Regions from separate parts of the Sus scrofa genome. Here region 1 is linked to region 2. Evidence: chromatin contacts called from public HiChIP or PLAC-seq data. All regions are on one chromosome and are shown on one strand. Each heading gives the region's core, a stretch centred on a gene start, on an enhancer-like site or on the middle of the called end of the contact. The rest is flanking DNA. Distances are from core to core; before and after follow the strand shown. Region 1 has its middle 48 kb from the start of IER5. Region 2 has its middle 41 kb from the start of KIAA1614.

Region 1 (3,371 bases), core at 58-2,557, 160 kb after region 2:
GACAGACCAAAGTTTCTAAGATTGGCTGTCATTTGCTAGCTTTGTGACCCTGGAGAATTTCCTTCAACTTTCTGGTTTTTGGGTTTTTTTGTCTTTTTAGGGCCGCACTGGTGGCATATGGAAGCTCCCAGGCTAGGGGTTGAATTGGAGCTATAGCTGCTGGCCCACACCAAAGCCACAGCAAGGCCAAATCCGAGCCATGTCTGCGACCTACACCACAGCTCATGGCAACGCTGGATCATTAACCCCCTGAGTCAGGCCAGGGATCGAACCTGTGTCCTCATGGATGCTAGTCAGATTCGTTTCCACCGAGCCACAATGGGAATTCCCCCCTCAATTTTCTGAATCTCAGTTTTTCATCTAAAAGATGACAGTACCTTTCCTGGCAGAGTTTTGTTGGTATTAAGTGAAACAGTGTAACAGAAGATGAAAAAAAAAAGATCAAAGCAGATTGTGTGTGTGTTAGCAGGAGCGGGGAGAATACAGGACCTCGGCAGTGCTATAAAACTGTACTAGTGCCTACTGGTTAATTTTTGTCTTCGTAAGACCAGGTTACGAGCATCAGGATTAATGACAGGATAAAATAGACTCTGATGGGATGTGGACAGATTTTGGCTTGGATCCTCTTAGCAAGGAAGGGAAGGGTGGGGCCTGGGAGGAGAGGAGGCACCTGTGACTGTGCCGGGGGAGGGGCAGGAGGAAGTCACCCTCTGGCTCTGTTCCTGGGGTTTCTGGCCATGGAGGAGTCTGCTGTGGAGGTGCCCACCCACAGGAGTGGGCCTGGACAAGACCGCCACGACTGGTGTGGCACTTTCAGCTGTGACAGGGACACGGGGTTTCTTTCAACCTTCCCACCTCAGCTTTCTGCCCCAGCTCCTTTCTCAGGCCCTCCTGGTGCCTCTGTCACAGTGTCTCCTCTTAGAAACAGCTCAGCTTGTTCACAAGGAGCTCTAAGTGGCTGACAGAGCTAAACACGCCACCACTCCCAGGGACACTGCACTTCAAGCCACGGGTGACTCTCTGCTGGGGTCCTCTCTTCCACGGCATGAGGGTCCTGGTGGGAGTGGGCACCTCTGGCACCGCCTTGTCTGGCACCGCCTTGTCTGGCACCGCCTTGTCTTTTTGCAGAGCTGACCTAGTCTTGAGTCCGGGTGGACAGACATGAAGGAACAGGCCCCAAGCTTTGCCTGGGGGGGCAAGGCCCCCCCCCCCCCCCCCCCCCCCCGCCCTGGTTGGAGGAAGTGAGTGGGTGGGTCCTGCCTCCCGCTGCATGCTGACTCAGTGATTCCTGGAAGGAGGTGATGTCATGATGTCATGGTGACGGGGCAGTTCCCTCCCCAGCAAAGTCGGTAGGAGAGTGTGTCTCACTGGCACTGAGGCCTGAGGCTCACTTAAGAGTGACCAAGTCCCCTGGATCTTGCAGGCCACTTAATGCCGCCTACAGTGACAGCTCCCTTCTCCAGATTCCCACAGCTGGGATCACTTGTCCCTGCGGTGATCCCATATTTGGGGCAGTCTTGGTTGATCTTAAGCATCCGGCCTCTTTCATTTTCCCTGTGAACACATTCAGAAATCCTAGAAAACCATCCTAGTCTGAGCATGCCTCCTGGGGCTTTGGGCGCAGGAGCCACCAAGCTGGCGCAAACCAGAGCACGGCATCACGGGTATTCTTGTGTCTTTCTCCAGTTTCACATCTGGATGTCTTTTCAACAGTATGAATGGCTCCTCAGAGTCAGAGCTGTGTCCTTTTATTTCTTTTGTCTTCTCCAGGACTCCCCTTCGGGCTGAGGGTGTGGGAAACTAAAAAGATTTGGGGGCAGGGTAGAGGTGTAAGCTCCCTCTCCTGTCCTTGTCAGCGCCCCCCTCCCTTTACTTTGTGGGGGTTGGAGGCATCTGCAGCAGGGGCCCTCTGGGTATGTGAGAACGCCACTTCTTCCAGATCAGATCAGCACTAAATTAAAAGGTAATGGTAGCCAGTCCTGGTGTGGGCTTGGGAAAAACCCGGCTGGATTTGTTGGGGCCTGGGGTGCTTTCAGAAAACCACTCCCTGCTCCCTTTTTCGCCAGAGACTCCCTGGGAGGGACGCGTGTCAGACCCATGTGGAGTAAGACAGGTCCTTTGTCAACTGGAGTCTGGATTCAAATGCCAGCCACCTCCCCTGTCGTTCTCCAGACCAGCTCCACATTTTACAAGGGAGCCCCCATGTGGCCTTGTGCTGCCCGATGCTGCCCCCTATAGGCGGTTAGGGGGCACAGCCCTCACGACTGAGCCTGTGCCACCGGGACGGTGGCTTTTCATCACTTAAAGCTGTCAGAACAGCTAATAGGCCATGAATATGGAGAAAATTAGGCTTCTCCAAGTGAATTGGGTGTTGAAAGACACTGAGATAAATGCTAGAGGTAGTGAGAATTGATGGATGGAGCCCTGCTTACTGCAGCCATCTCATTTAAGTCCAAGCTCACGACAGCCCTAGAGGGGAGGCAGGTGTTCTGAGGCTTTGTGTAATGCATGATGGAATCTAGTCTTAGAAAGTTAAATAATGGTCCCAAGGTTATATATCCAGTAAATGCTGGAGCCATGTCTTGAACTCAGTGACCCCAGAGCTTGGTGACATCTGCTGTGCCATCTCCCTGTGCTAAGAGGGCAGAAGCCGATCCAGGAGGAAGATTCCTTTATCTGTAGTGTGAACAGGGTTCTTTGGAATGAGGGTGAAATTTCACGGAAGGAGTTTTAGCTGTAGTCTCTATGATGTGATTTTAGGGATGCTGGGAAGGTCCCCCTCCCTGGACATATGCTCCCAACTTGCTCATCCCATTGCCTGGAATTTCATTGTAGGGAAGCCATTCTTTTGACTAACATGGGCCAGGAGGTGCTCTCTCCCTAGTTGGAAATATGGGTCCTAAGGGGAAGTTGCACATTAACCCTTGCATTGTCATTCTACCTCAGTGGGGATTAGCTTTTCTTTTTTTTCTTTTTTTTGGGGGGGATTAGCTTTTCTGATTGCTTTATCCCTGTGGGAGAGGGTTAAGAGTATATGGGGAACCTGAAGGACTGGGGTATCTCTGATCGTCTTCCTGGATGTCACAGAAACTCCCCAAGCTGAAAATGTCCCAAGCCAAATGCTTCTTCTCTCTGACCCTGTCCTTTTCTTGGGCATCAAACAGGCCCAGAAGTCTCCAAGTTCTCCTTCACTCCTCCACCTCATTGGTTCTGAAGTCCCACCTGGCCTGCCTCTGAAGTGCTTGAATCTTTCCTTTGCACACCCCCCACCTCTGGTCCTCTCAGGCCCTTGTCAGCTTGTCCCTGGCTTCTTTTTAACCCTAGGGCTTCACTCTTCAGATCCCAGAGCCGCAGCAGCAGCAGCAGCAGCA
Region 2 (2,945 bases), core at 431-2,930:
CTGCTGCTCCCAGAGCACCCCTGCCACTGCAGGATGGGGAGGGGGCATGGGGACCACAGGGACCAGTGGAACAAGTGTGCTTCAGTCTTCAACAGGTGAAGAGGGTGCTGGGACACCTCAGACCAACCTGGGGTCCCCAACGCATAGAAATGGCCCCGAAGCAGATGCTACAGGAGTGGGGAAACCCTGGCGGCTCCTGCACCCCAGCTCGTGGCCTTGTGGTCATACACCTTTGGGGAAATTTCATGTTGAAAAACGTTTCTAGGGGCCAGTGGCACCTCTCTTTTCTCAGGCTGGAGAGTTTAATGAGCCCCAGCGGGGAAGAAAGGGAAGCGAAGGCAGGGCTCAGGCAGGGAAAGGTCTCGGAGGAGTGCTGAGCAGCTGCACCTGCTGCCTCCGAGGGGCTGCACCTGCTACTTCCCAGGGCCAGGCTCCGGCTCTTGACACAACTTATTTCCTCCCAAAAATAGTCCTGCCAGGGATGTTCTGTTTACTGTCTTCAGCCACACAGAGGGAGAACCAAGCTCAGCCACAATGATGGAGCCCTCTGACTGGGGGCACACGCTTCCTACTGCAGCCTTCGCCCCCTTTCCAGAAAAGGCTTGATGGAAGGGGAAGGGAGGGGGGCACTCTGGGCTGTGTGTGAAGTCCACCTGCCTTGCTCTCCTTGCCAGGATGGTGCTCCTATCTGGGGTCAAGCGATGCTGGCCCCCAACTTCTGTGGGTGGGAAGAGACTTTGATTTGTCCAGCCTCCGGTTGGACCCTCCCCATCTGCTCTGCCTGGGCAGCTACTGCCCTAGAAAGCTGGATCCAGCCCGGCCTGACCTCCCACAGGCCCGTCAGAACCCTTTCACTTAGGACCTAATGTGTTAACTAGGAGCCAGGCCACGTGCCAGGCAGGAGGTCGGGGAGATGAGAAAGATGGGCTCTGCTTGATGGGGCCCGAGGCTGCGGAGATGCGCAGACGGAGCACCTGGCCTGGTGGTGCACCTGGAGGCCCGCTCAGGCCTGGGCGCGAGCCTGAGGGTGATCAGTGATTAGCTGGGGGAGGCGCCGGGGGAGGAAGTGCGCCCACGCACGCTTTTTAAAAGGAGGAACTTTCAGGAAGAGGAAGGTCTTTCAGGCGCAGAGGAAAAAGAGCTGGTGCAAAGGTGTGGAAGTCTCTGCGTCTGCCCCCTGCCCCTCCACGGATGGTGCGCTGGTTCGCGCTGTGTCCAGACGTCGCCTCACACAGGTAAGCATTTACCACTGCGACCTCACAGAAGAGAAAGTGGCCCTAACTTGCGCCTCGGGCATGTCGCTCTCCTTAGGACGACGGGAGCGGGGCGGGAGGGCGAGTTCTGCAGCGGAAGCCGCAGGCCCTGAGCTCGCGGCGAGGCCTGGGCGGGAAGGGCGCCGACTTTGAACGTGGAGAAGCGCCTCTTGCCGGTGGTGGAGGGCAGGTGGGAGGCGAGAGCGCGTCTGCTGCGCAGGGGGCGGCGGGGCGCCCCCGCAGGGGGACCGAGGTCCGTCGCGGGCCAGCGGCGGGTGACTGCGCGGGCAACTACCGGGCGCCCAGCGCGCCCTCCGGGCGAGGCCGCTGCGTTTCTCGGGCGTGGCCGGCAAGTCGGGCCAGCCGGGTGGGCCCCGCGAGGCCGCGCCGTCCCCGCCCCGAGGCCGCCCCAGAGGCCCCGCCGCGCCGCCGGCAGGAGGCTGGGCCGGGCCAGGCCGCGCTCCAGGCTGCCTGCTTTGGTCCACGGGGCAGCGGATGGGCCCGGGCGACGTTCAGCGGGACGCGGTCGCCCTTAGAGCCTGCAGTTTGACGGCACTGGGTTCGTGGGGGTTACACGCGCCCACCCCGCACAGGCAAGACGCTAGGGGGGCGCCGGAGGCCGGGAGGGCAAGGACCCTCGCTTTTGCCTCGAGGAGTGCACGGCTGCTGGCGGGGGCCTCCTGGAGGGCTGGGCGGAGAGCGGGGCCCGGCTAAAAGGCGCAGGTGGCGGCGGCGCGCCGGGCGCGGCGGGGGGCACGAGCTGGAGCCAGCGGGGGAGGAGGGGGCGACCGAGGCGACGCAGGGACCTGCGCGCGTGGCAGGGAGCGGGAATGGGACGCTGTGTGCGCAGTGTCCCCAGGGCTCTTGCATGGAGGAACCGTAGGCAGCGTTGGAATTTGGGAAACCAAGGTGAACCCGGGGATTCAGGGACTTGAAGCCGCTGCTCCGTGTCCCATCCTGCTCTGCCTGTTCCACAAACATTCCAGAGCCCTGCTGGGGACAGTAAGGTCACAGTCCCGAATCTGCGAGGGAGGGACTACTTATCTCTGGTTACAAACTAGGATTGTGAGGCTCAGAGGTTAAATTACTTATCCAAGGTCACGCAGCTAGTAACTGGGGGAGGCAGGATTTGGACCCGCCCTCTAGGACTCCCAGCCTCTATCCACCCTCCTGGAACCCTGTGGGGCTCACCTCCTTCAGAGGCCCTGAGCACCCCACTGTTGGCCCCCAGTGCCCATGACCAGCTCAGGTGCCACTCTGACCTTCACCTGGGCAGGCGTGGGGGAAGGCCAAGATCTTTTTCCAGGACAGTGTTTACTAATAGCAGGCACAACCACTATGGGTCATGAAATCTTTTAAAGAAAGACCAGCTTTGAAAAAAATAACTGCCTCATACAAGACAAGGGCAGGTTTTGTGTGAGAAATGCTTCTTTCAGATGTGTGTGTGTGTGTGTGTGTGTGTGTGTGTCGCCTGAGCCATAATTTTAAATGTCCTTCTGGCCTTGCTCTGAAGGCAACATAGAACAGGCCCTGGGACTAAGGGGGGACATTGTGCCCTTAGGGCCCAGGACTGGCCAGTGGGAGATGCTAAGACCTAGCCTGGGGCTGGTGTGATTGTGCTGGCCCTGGTGGGGGGTGGGGGGAGAGGCATTTTTGCTTATACATCCCTGTCACTGAGAGGAGGCCCAAGCC

The links. HiChIP or PLAC-seq counts read pairs in DNA pulled down with a chosen protein or histone mark.
Region 1: a contact with region 2 is called in an H3K27ac HiChIP or PLAC-seq map of alveolar macrophages. The contact joins two enhancer-like sites. A contact is called at or near these places in 1 of 5 promoter capture datasets (fetal liver), 19 of 47 Hi-C or Micro-C datasets (adipose tissue, alveolar macrophages, blood and 12 more) and 2 of 2 datasets of contacts at active chromatin or transcription factors (alveolar macrophages and skeletal muscle).

Annotation. Positions count from the first base shown.
Region 1 is chr9:122,680,429-122,683,799 of Sscrofa11.1, forward strand. No RefSeq gene overlaps it. Among named protein-coding and RNA genes, the nearest start is that of IER5, 48 kb to the left of the region's middle. Within about 2 kb of position 1,308, at least 38 of the 83 cell types and tissues checked have an H3K27ac peak or open chromatin away from gene starts, as enhancers often do. A contact at or near this core is called in alveolar macrophages, fetal liver, omental adipose tissue and 1 more, where this site is marked.
Region 2 is chr9:122,523,556-122,526,500 of Sscrofa11.1, forward strand. No RefSeq gene overlaps it. Among named protein-coding and RNA genes, the nearest start is that of KIAA1614, 41 kb to the left of the region's middle. Within about 2 kb of position 1,681, at least 23 of the 83 cell types and tissues checked have an H3K27ac peak or open chromatin away from gene starts, as enhancers often do. A contact at or near this core is called in alveolar macrophages, fetal liver, omental adipose tissue and 1 more, where this site is marked.